Linked DNA regions of Sus scrofa: region 2 is linked to region 1. Evidence: chromatin contacts called from public Hi-C data. All regions are on one chromosome and are shown on one strand. The core of a region is the stretch at or near the end of the contact, and the rest is flanking DNA. Distances in the headings are between cores, read along the strand shown.

The links. Hi-C and Micro-C count contacts between places; a contact is called where the count stands out from the background.
Region 2: a Hi-C map of alveolar macrophages shows a contact between it and region 1, with 3 times the contacts expected there. The contact joins two enhancer-like sites. A contact is called at or near these places in 1 of 5 promoter capture datasets (fetal liver) and 5 of 47 Hi-C or Micro-C datasets (alveolar macrophages, blood, embryonic fibroblasts and 1 more).

Annotation. Positions count from the first base shown.
Region 1 is chr2:26,803,786-26,809,697 of Sscrofa11.1, forward strand. NAT10 (RNA cytidine acetyltransferase) reads right to left here. Exons shown (of 29, transcript XM_003122875.5): 12 at 2,918-3,054. Among named protein-coding and RNA genes, the nearest start is that of NAT10, 20 kb to the right of the region's middle. Within about 2 kb of position 3,581, at least 1 of the 83 cell types and tissues checked has an H3K27ac peak or open chromatin away from gene starts, as enhancers often do. A contact at or near this core is called in alveolar macrophages, where this site is marked.
Region 2 is chr2:26,925,773-26,931,684 of Sscrofa11.1, forward strand. LOC106509384 (a long non-coding RNA gene) reads right to left here. Exons shown (of 6, transcript XR_002341524.1): 4 at 3,766-3,954; 5 at 2,933-3,050; 6 at 798-1,630. Among named protein-coding and RNA genes, the nearest start is that of CAPRIN1, 53 kb to the left of the region's middle. Within about 2 kb of position 2,194, at least 3 of the 83 cell types and tissues checked have an H3K27ac peak or open chromatin away from gene starts, as enhancers often do. A contact at or near this core is called in alveolar macrophages, where this site is marked.

The sequences.
Region 1 (5,912 bases), core at 2,331-4,830:
CACATGACCACAAGGTGCGGACTGCTCAATGGTTTTCTTTTTTTTTTTTTGTCTTTTGTTGTTGTTGTTGTTGCTATTTCTTGGGCCGCTCCCGGGGCATATGGAGGTTCCCAGGCTAGGGGTCGAATCAGAGCTGTAGCCACCGGCCTACGCCAGAGACACAGCAACGCGGAATCCGAGCCACGTCTGCAACCTACGCCACAGCTCACGGCAACGCCGGATCGTTAACCCACTGAGCAAGGGCAGGGACTGAACCCGCAACCTCATGGTTCCTAGTCGGATTTGTTAACCACTGCGCCACGACGGGAACTCCTGCTCAATGGTTTTCTTTTACTTTTAGGACTGCATCGTTTCATAGGACTCATTATTATAAATGAGTATACTGTGTAAATACATCCTCTTACTCAAATACTACATTTTTTCCTCTTAAAAATTTTTTTGTATTTTATTGGAGTACAGTTGACTTACAAAGTTGTATTTCAAATAATACTTTTAAACAATGATCCAAAAATTGATAATTTTAAAGTGTTTTATTCCTCCTGCCTGTGCCACATGGCAAAGTTTTCTCAAGGGAATTCCATTGACTTAAAAAAAAAAAAAAAAAAAAAAAGAGTAAGCACAAGCAGCAAAACTAAAAAAAACCTGTGCTTCGAAGAACATTATCAAGAAAATGGGAAAAAACCCACAGAATGGGAGAAAACTTCTCTAAGTCATATACATACGAGACTTGTACCTAGAATATTGGAGGAACACTTACAACTCAGTAATAAAAAGACCACTCAATTAGAAAAATGAGCGGGGAGGCAGGGGTCACAACGGCCAGTGAGCCCATGCTAAGATCCTCCACAGCATCAGCCATCCGGGAAATGGAAAGGATTACCACATGAGACACCACTTCATACTCACTAGGATGGCTATAATCAAAACGACAAGAGTTCCCACCGTGGCTCAGCAGAAACGAATCTGACCAGTATCCATGAGGACACAGGTTCGATCCCTGGCCTCGCTCAGCGGGTTAAGGATCTGGCATTGCTGTGAGCTGTGATGTAGGTCACAGATGTGGCTCGGATCCCGTGTTGCTGTGGGTCTGGTGTAGGCCGGCAGCTCTAGGTCCAATTCGACCCCTAGCCTGGTACCCTCCATATGCTGAGGATATGGCCCTAAAAAAACAAAAACAAAACAAACAAAAAAAGATATTAAAAAAAAAGATATATAGATGCTAGCAAGGACACAGAAAAACTGGAACCCTCCAACGCTACTGGTGGGAATGTAAAATGGTGCAGCTGCTTTGGAAACCAATCTGGCAGTTCTTCGAACAATTTAACAGAAAGTTACCTCTTGACCCACTAATTCCACTTTTGGGTATACCAAGAAAATGGAAAATATGTTCACACAAAAACTGTACATGTATGTTCAGAGCGGCATTATTCCTAATAGCCTAACGACGGAAACAATCCAATGTCCGTCAAGGAATGAATGAAAAAACAAATGTTTATAAACATAACAATGGAATATTATTTGACCATAAAAAGGAATAAAGCACTGATTCAAGCTACAGGGATGAACCTTGAAAACATCAGGGTAAGTAAAAGAAGGCAGTCACAAAAGACACACATTCTGACTCCATTTATATGAAGTGTCCAGAACAGGCAAATCCATAGACAGAGAAAGTTGATTAGTGGTTCCCTAGAACTGGGGGGTAGAGAAGAACTAGAGGATGATAATTAAGGGGTATGGGATTTCTTTCCAAGGCAATGAAAATGTTCTAAATTTGATTGTGGTGATGGTTGCACAACTCTGAGTATACTTAATAAACACTGAATTATACATGTTAAATGAGAAAACTACTATATGAGTTATATCTCAGTAAATCTGTTAACCATAAAGAGTATAATCTATTTAATGATTTTTAGTGTAAAACAGTCACAATAATTAATCTGTAATATAAAATTATCTCTTAAAGATGTGACTTCCATATAGAAAGCTTTCCAATATTGAAGATATGTATATATTGACCTAGAAAGATTTCACAGTATGGTCTTACATAAAAAAGCAAATTCAGGAGTTTCCTTGTGGTTCAGTGGTTATGAACCTGACTAGTATCCATGAGGAGGTGGGTTCTATCCCTGGCCTCGCTCAGTAGGTTAAGGATCTGGCGTTGCTGCAAGCTGTGGTATAGGTTACAGGTGCAGCTCAGATCCTGCATTGCCGTGGCTATGGCGCAATCAGCAACAGCAGCTCTGATTCGACCCCTAGCCTGGGAACTTCCATATGCCACAGGTGCAGCCCTAAAAACCAAAAAAAAAAAAAAGGCAGATTTAAAACAAATGCAAACTATTTAAGTTCTCATTCAAAATGAAAAAGCAAAATACGTGCACAGAAAATATACACAATTCTAACAGAAGCTGTCTCTAGATGGTCAGATGACCTCTAATTTTTCCTTTTGTTTACCTTACCTTTTGAACTTTCCTATAGAAAACAAGAACTGAATGTTTAAAAAATCTTTTAAAAAGCCCTTCAATCATAAGTCTGCTTTCTTATGATAATTATACAGTTACTTTATTTCATACGATATTTTCACATAATTCTAAGATACAAGACATTGGTACGGCCATCTATGTACTCTTTAGAACTCGATCAGGCCTACAGACAGGAGACACTTAACTGGGTTAGGAAATTCTTCAGTCTTGTGGGGACCATCCTGGTGGGCTGCGGCTCAGACCAGAAATGAGCTGCAGTTTTTTATGAAGGGGTCAGCTCCCATTTGCAGAAGGCCAAGGACAGAGTGAAGCAGCCCCAAAGAATCAAGCTTCAGCCATCAGCCCTAAGCACCCAGGCCCAGGCCATATTCCTTAAAACACAATCCAACCAGGAACAACCCGCACGGGAGCAACGGCTCCTGCCCGAGGTGTCTCACCCGTTGATGGTGGATGCCATGAAAACAAGGTAGGGGCCCAGGAGGTTCTTCACCAGGGGGAGGGGGATGGCGGCAGCTTCGTCAATCACAACAAGTTCGGCCTGGCCCAGTTTCACAGCATCGGCAGGATGTATATACTGCGGGAAAGAAACGTTTGTATCATTAGCTTGGCCAGCTACTGGCACAGCTGCGATCACCAATGTGTTGACAGAGAGGTCTCTCTTCTCTCTCTCTCCCTTTTCTTCTTTCTCTCACTCCTCCTTTCCACTTTTCCCTGCCTGTGCAAAGTTGGCATGGGCTTAGAGTCAGACACCTGGGTCCAAACGGTTTCACCAATGACTGTGTGACCCCGGGTAGGTCACATCATCTCAGAGCCTCAGATTCCTCTCCGGAAAATGGAGGAAATACCTGATGGCTGCTTGAGGAAAAAAAAAAAAAATCAGGTAAATCTGTAAAAATGCCCCACCCGGGACACAGCAGTTGACACGTGGTGCCTCCCTTCCCTTTCTCTCCTCTCTCGTCTTCTCATGCTTCTCCCCAGCCTCATTCTGGCCAGGGGGCCAGAGGCAAGCTTGGCCCCAGCAATGGCTAAAGAGGAAGAAGTCAGGGTTCTCAAGCATCCCCTACATGCTGGGTACTGTGTGTGCTGCTCTGACACTGTCAGTACAAAGGTCAAGACACACCCCCCCCCACCCCCACACTGCTGGTGGGGACACTTCTAACACTTGTTCCCTTCTTGGGAGTTCCTGTTGTGGCTCGGCAATAATGAACCTGACCAGTACCCATGAGGCTTCGGATTCAATCCCTGGCCTCACTCAGTGGTTGAAAGCTGCGGTGTAGGTCGCAAATGCGGAACCCATGTTGCTGTGGCTGCGGCGTAGGCCAGCAGCTGGAGCTCCAATTAGACCCCTAGCCTGGAAATTTTCAAATGCCATGGGTGAGGCCCTAAAAAGCAAATAAATAAGTAAACTTATTCCCTTCTCAAAGCTCACACGTCCTTATTTATGTTATTAGCTTGTCCATCTTTTTTTTTTTTTTTTTGCTTTTTAGGGCCGCACTTTAGGCATGTGGAGGTTCCCAGGCTAGGGGTCGAATCAGAGCTGTAGCAACGCCCAGGCACAGCAACAAAGGATCCAAGCTGAGTCTTCCACCTACACTACAGCTCACAGCAATGCCAGATCCTTAACCCACTGAGCAAGGACAGGGATCGAACCTCTGTGCTCATGGATGCTAGTCAAATTCGTTAACCACTTAGCCACGACGGGAACTCTCTAGCTTGGCCATCTAATGTCACAAACTTGCCATGAGCTAGCTTGGCACCCTTAGGCCAAAGAGCTGGCATACAAACAATGCTTTCAGTTTCTTTAGAGGTTCCTGCTATTTTGAAACTTTGCAAAAGGCCATGAAAAGGTATTTTACAGAAAAGGAAACCTAAACAGCCGATTACCATAAAGGTACTCAACCTCACTGGTAATCAGCGCAAAATGAAGACAATAAGGAGATCTCATTTCACACGCAGACAAGCAACACTTAAACAGCAGTAAAACAGCCAGTGTTCATAGGATGGGGGGGATATAAAAACCTGAGAAAGGATTGAGGTGAAAGTAAATCTGTACAAACACTTTAAAGGAGAATTTGGAAAAAATCCAAGAAAGCTGGAAATCTACACAAACCCTAAAACCTAACAATTCCAATTCTTGAAACATAAATAAATTGTAATGTACTTCAAACAGTGCTTAAAAACGAGTCAACCAGACCTATACACTTCAATCTGGACAAATCCTGAGAACAAATGTTGAGTGAACAAAGACAGGCTCAAAAAGGACAAGTATAGTACGTTAACATCGATGGTTTCATAATCATGTAATGAAACAGAAACAGGTGAATTGAAAGCAAACACACCATTCTCAGAGAGGAGTTTGCTGTGCGGACGGACAGAAGGGAATGGCTGGGGAAGGGTACAAGAGGAACTTCAACTGTGCCTGCGAGGTTTCAGATTTTTACAACAAAAATATAAACGGCTTTTTAAAATATGAAACAGGAGTTCCCATCGTGGTGCAGCAGAAATGAATCCGACTAGGAACCATAAGGTTGTGGGTTCGGTGGGTTAAGGATCCAGTGTTGCTGTGAGCTGTGGTATATCGGTTGCAAACTCAGCTCGGATCCTGGGTTGCTGTGGCTGTGGTGTAGGCCAGCAGCTGTAGCTCCAATTTGACCCCTAGCTTGGGAACTTCCATATGCAGCGAGTGCAGCCTTAAAAAAAAAAAAAAAAAAAAAAAAGATGAAAATCCCCCCACCCTCGGAAAATATGAAACAAACACAGCAAACAGCGAGACATCAGCGTTTCTTAAGCCTGAGGTCTGGGCATTTGAGTGTTATTTTATACTGGTCTCTGTGCTTTCCTGCAGTTTATAAGTACTTCATTACAAAAAAGGGTTTTTTTTGTTTTTTTGTTTTTTTTTTTTTTAATGTTTTTAGGGCCATACCCATGGCATATGGAGGTTCCCAGGCTAGGGCCACAGCAACACGAGATCTGAGCAGCATCTGTGACCTACACCACAGCTCATGGCAACACCAGATCCTTAACCCACCGACTGAGGGCAGGAATCAAACCTGCATCCTCATGGATACTAGTCAGATTTGTTCCTGCTGAGCCATGATGGGAGCTCCACAAATAAGATTTTTAAACTGCTTTGCTAGAAGTTGCTCAATCAAAGAGGCAGAGACCCCACTCATTTGCACCAGCAGGATACATGTCCTCAATGGGGCCCCGTGTCTTGGATTCTTATGGAGAAAAACTAAACAAGCACCTCATAAAAGCAGCAGAAAGCAGGCCCCTGGAGAGGCATGGCCGACATTAATATTCCTCTATTTCTCAATTTCCAGCAAGAAAGAAGATGCCTCAAAGGGGCACAAATGTAGCCTCATAAAGTCAGGTCACCTCTTCTGCACTTAAAGTCCAGTCTGGAGACAAAATGACTCCAGTAATAGGAGA
Region 2 (5,912 bases), core at 944-3,443, 120 kb after region 1:
TAGCTTGGCTGAGTAAATGCTCCTGCAGCAAAGATTATTGCCTCATCACTCAAAGGTGAAAGAACAGGAAAATAAAATGGCACAGATTGCATCCCCCAGGTAACAGATGAGAGACAGAAGAAGAATATAGTTCAAAAGCTAGCAAGCAACCACGCCGTCTTCTGCAGACCCTGAAAGAGGACATCTGGACTGATTCTGGATTGTGCAATCGAACGGAGCACTCAAGCCCCATTTAAAACACAAATCACGATACGATTTAGAGCAGTTTCAGTGGATTCAGAAAGCAACACAATCCTGGCTGGCGCAGAAAAGTGTGGAGTTAATATGAAGTATCTACTGTGTCAGACTAAACACTTTACATATATTATTAAAACATTTTTTAAAATCAGTCCTTTGAGGAAGGTTTATTAACTGAACATATGGAAGGTCAGAGACCTGAGGTGACTCCTGTAAATTCACAGAGCTAATAAGTGGGATTTGTTTGCAACCAGGTCTGTTTGGCTATCACTCCATATTGCTTTTAAGTGAGATGATGCCTGTAATTCAGCAGTTTAAAAGGGTGAAACTGTGATTAGAAGGTATTTATTCTGGATTGATTCCTTTCCCACCTCGCTGAGTCAACAGAGGAAATTTTTTTTTTTTTTTTTTGGCTTTTTAGGGCACCACCTGCAGCATATGGAGGTTCCCAGGCTAGGGGGTCTAATCAGAGCTGCAGCTGCCAGCCTACACCACAGCCATAGCAATGCCAGATCCAAGCCGCATCTGTGCCAGCACCACAGCTCATGGCAACACCAGATTCTTAACCCACTGAGCAAGGCCAGGGATCAAACCCCCAACCTCATGGTTCCTAGTTGGATTCATTTCCTCTGCGCCACAATGGGAACTCCCAAAGGAGGAATTCTGCACAGGAGTTTTTCTCTGTCTAAACTGCAGTCCTTCAGGCATCTCCTCTAGAGTCATTACCATTTAAACATAGGACTTGAGCTCCTTCTCACTATCTCAGCCTTGAAACTCTAGTCCAGTTTCAAGGGCTGCGCACTGATCTGAAAGTCAACATCTCCCTCCCTGTTCCATCCATTCACCTCCACTCTGTTGCCCCGTTGCTTTCTGCCACCTTTTACCTCCCTTTCCTGCCTGGAACAGCCTGCATGCCAGGCACAGCTTTCCTGGGTGAGGACATGATTTCTGTCCTCTGAGGCTACTTAGGCTCCACTCCACTCCTGGGACAACCTGTCTCCCACCCACTCTCACGCCGCTCCAGGGCAGTCTGCTCCCCTCCTCCCTTAAGTTTCTGACATTCAGGAGTGGAAGTGCCTGAGCAGCTCCTGTGTTGCCAGGCTCTAACCCAAGCACGGGGGTGCACATATGCTCAAGGGATCATGGGGTTGGGACAGAGACACACGGGTACACAGAGTTCTGAAGCAACGCAGTGAGTGTGGTAACACAGGTGTGCACAGGGTGTACATATCGGCATATCTGTGAGGTTGTCCTCTCCAAAGCTGAAGTGAGGATGGACAAAGGCTTCACAGAAAAGGTGGAGACTTACCTGAATCTAGAAGAATGAGTTGGAGTTTCCATATTTCCCCGCCAGCCAGGTTGCTGTGGTTATAGCGATAGTAGGCAATGGAAGCTGGAGGAGGAAAGGGAAAGGATGGGTGAGAGAGGTGAGGAGGGAACTTTAGGACTTTCCATTCCTTCTAGTCAATCCTTTAAGGTCGAGGTAAAATTATACTCCTGGAGTTCCCGTTGTTAACGAATCTGACTAGGAACCATGAGGGTGCAGGTTCAATCCCTGGCCATGCCATGCTCAGTGGGTTAAGGATCTGAGCTGTAGTGTGGGTCACAGACACGGCTCGGATCCCACGTTGCTGTGGCTCTGGCATAGGCCGGTGGCTACAGCTCGGATTAGACCCCTAGCCTGGGAACCTCCATATGCCGGGAAGCGGCCCGACAAAAAGACAGATGAGACGAAAAGAAAAATTATATTCCTGACGGGAGTTGCATTCTTCCGCGAATAGAAAGAAATTCCTTCTCTTCATTCCATTTTGTAAAAACAAAATGGCAGTGGTGGTGGGGAGATCATGTGAGTAATTATCGTTCCCATAATAAGAAGTACCTCCCCCCGCCCCCAAAGGTCTTTGCTGTGCGCTGGAGGGTTCCCTTTTGCTGGGTACAATGTTCTGGGTCAGGTCCCAGATTACATTGTTTGAGGCGCCACCTGCTGGTGAGAGGTGGAAGTGCAGAAGTCCCGTCAACCTCTCCCCAGGGGTTGATTCATCCCCCCTTTTCTTTAGGCATCTAGAATCCAGGAGCCATGACCTGTGTCTTGTAGCAAGAAGCTCACATGGTTTGATCCCATTTCCGTGGGTGGACTGCAGATAAGGGCACTGAATGTGTAGAAGCTGGTCATGGTGGGCAGTGGCCAAAGCACAGGATTAGGTCCCAGTTCTCTGCTCCTGCTATAACCCCAGTTGCTGGAGTGGAATCTCCAGCAGAGGGAAAGGGGAGGGGGAATTCTTCCAGGAAGAACCATACGGCCCTGAGGGGCTCACAGCCAAACCATCCACAGTTCTCTTTTAGTCTCCACTGGGGAGCCATGTCCACCAGAGGCCAAGCTACTCGGGGATGGTGGAGGAACCCAGATTCTCAGTAACTTTGCAAGATAACAGCAGCAGAGCTGACCTGCAGCCCAATCCTTGCGTGAGATGCTGCAGAGGCAGGGCCTTAGCTCACCAACCCAGTTTCTCACTAGCAGTTTTTCAAGGAAAGGAGATGCCTCCAGGTGATGCTCATTTGAGAGGCCCCCTGTCATTCCTAAAAGAACTGAGCCTCTAGGGTTATTCATCTTACAATACACCGGCCTTGAGGGACAGGCAGAACCAATTACAGCATCAAGCACTTCAAGGAGCCAGAATCCCCATCTCACACTCACCTTTCTGGGTTTATTGCCAAGCCTGGCTGTAAGTCCCTGGATTCAGTTTGTAATAGGGAAGAACAGTCTGACTCCATACTGGATCTGTTTCTTTAAGTTTTGTATTCTATTGCTTTTGCTGCAAGTTAATCACAAAAGGGATACATAATGGCCCTTCTCCAGGAACCCTGCCTCCCATGTCTGAGCATTAAGCTAAAATACCTTTGTTGGCTCTCAGGAAACCTCCCGATCAGGCCCACCTATGAATGACTGCAGGCGGGAAGAAATGAACACATCCCCTCCGGAGTCTGGCTTGAACAGAAAATAGTTACAACTTATTGCCTTTTTTGCTTTACCTCCTGATGTCCCCTGCTGTCCCATACAAGAAACTAACATCCAAACCAGGGCAAGATGGTTCTTTGGGACACTAGTCCACCATCTCGGTCTGCTGGCTTTCTGAATAAAGTCACTATTCCTTGCCCCAGCAACGTGTCTGCGGATTTAATGCCTTGTTCTGCAGCGAGCAGCACAAGCTTGGACTCAGTAACACATTGGACCTGTTGGCTTTTCCTACTTCTGAATCCTTTTCTGAATTGCTCACAAGTCCATGTATCTCCCTAAACCCTACTCTCAGGGAATAGGGAAAGGGACCAGCCTTTTCCCTCCCAGAAGGTCCCTGGGCTCACTCTGCAAACTCACCCCTCAACCTTCCCAGAGCCCTGTATGTGAGAAGGGGCCAATACACTCCGCTTAAACATCAGGGGCCTGGAACTTCGGGTAAGTAAGAAAGACTTGTCCTCTTCAAGGGTAATCTATACCAAATGACAGCAGAGAAAGATGAGATCGGAGGTTACCTCATTAATCTTCATGATGATCCTACGAGTCAGATGGCACCGTTATCCTCATCTTACAGGAAAGAAAGCCACATGAAGCAACCGAGTTCTCCATGGTCAGTGACAGAGCAGAGATTCAAAAGCCCCTCACACACACTGTCGGCTTGCCTTCCATGGAAGAGCGCATCATTTTCAATGGATAATATTCACCTGAGAATAAAGGATGCATTGCAGTGAATGCTGAAATCAAGAACGGGCTGCCTATGGACCCACTATCCCATGTTATTTCTGTTTGGTTTTATCTTCTGTATTTGTCATGGGCTGAATTGGGTCCCCCACTCCGCCCCACCCCAAATTTATGTTTTGAGATCCTAAGCCCTAGTAACTTAGATTGTGACTCCTTGGAGGTTGAGCCTTTAAAAAGAGGCAATTAAAGTGGGATCTTACAGGTGGGACCTAGTGCAATATAATTGGTATCCTTCGAAGAAGAGGAAGTATTAGAAACTGTGGAAGAGAGTGAAAGGCCAGGTCTTGCCACTCAACGTGTGGTCTTGGACCAATATTGAGTATTACCTGGGAGTTAGAACACAGATCCCCAGACACACTAAACCAGAATCTCCACCGTAATAAGATCCTCAGGCAGGACCGGCTGGATAATTTGTGGGGTCCAGTGCAAAATGAAAATGCGAAGCACAAGTTTAAAAATGAGTAGAAAAAAAATCAAAACCTTGGCAGCAGGGCATCAAGGCAAGTGTAAGGGGTCCTAACAGGTCTCACACCTGTGCCAGCCATTCCGGTCTCACACCTGTGCCAGCCATTCCGGCCCTGCCCGCAGGTGGAATGTACTCCAAAGCCTGCAAAGCCTCACCCTGGGGGATTCAGTGATGCGGCCCTTTATCAGAGGGATGGTTTTAGTTCGGTTTTATCTTTTTGCATTTTAGCCTAAACGTACTCCTTAAAGTATCTACTCATCTTACCGTAAAGGGACATTTCTCTCTCCCTAAGACCTAGGAGAACTGACACTCCTGGATGAAGCGCCACATGTACCTGCAGCGTCTTCAGCCTGTGGTACCCAGCCCATTCCAGGAAATACACGTGATGTGGGAAAAGCCTGGGGTTAGCCCATCCAAGGTGTGGACTGCTGAGTCCTTGACTAAATGTTTTCAGTAGAAATTAATATTTTATTATCACCTCTTCAAAATTAGGTATTGTTTCACTCTGATGAAGGCAGATAATGAGACAGAGAGGGTATCACAAGGGGAATTTGCTCAGCTCCCAGACGTGGGTAGTACTGATTTATGTATTTTTTGGCCATGCCTGAAGCATGCGGAAGTTCCCAGGCCAGGGATGGAACCCTCGCCAGAGCAGTAACCTGAGCCATAGCAATGACAACGCCAAGTCCTTAACCACTAGGCCACCAGGGTACTCCCAGAATGGTATTTATTCTGATGAGTTCATCTTGACTTGGGGTCTGGTTTTCATTTTGCTGATGCAGAAACCTGGTTTTGTCACACCCTAAGAGGGAAGCTATAATTCAGGGGTTATACTTACAGTACTGGACATCAGTGGAGTGTGTGTGTGTGTGTGTGTGTATGCACTCGTAGAGAAGGCCAGAAAAGGGGAAGGGGGAAGTTTAGAGAGAACAAATAGAAGTTTAGAGTCTGGAGAGGATGACCTTTATATTTTTCAGTGAGAGAAATGATTCCTAAAAAAGCTTGAAGGTTGCCAGGAGGAAAAACACCACCAACAGTGACAAGACAGTTTCAAGGAACTGTCCAGGTTTCCGCTCTGACACCAGTTCACCTTTGTGGGTTGCAACTTCTGAGACAACGGACCTGGGTAGCACTGTGGAGTCCTAAGCCTCAAGGGGGCGCCCTAAGCATCAGCTCCAGGAACAGGGCGGAGCATCCAACCAGGTCTTGTCTTCCAGATACAAGCAAATGCAAGGGATGGATGGAGTTCCTGTCGCTGCTCAGAGGAAATGAACCTGACTAGCATCCATGGGGATGCAGGTTCGATTCCTGGCCTTAGTTCAGTGAGTTAAGGATCCAGCACTGCTGTGAGCTGTGGTGTAGGTTACAGATGCGGCTCGGATCCCGAGTTGCTGTGGTGGCTATGGTGGAGGCCAGCAGCTGTAGCTCCGATTCAACTCCTAGCCTGGGAACCTC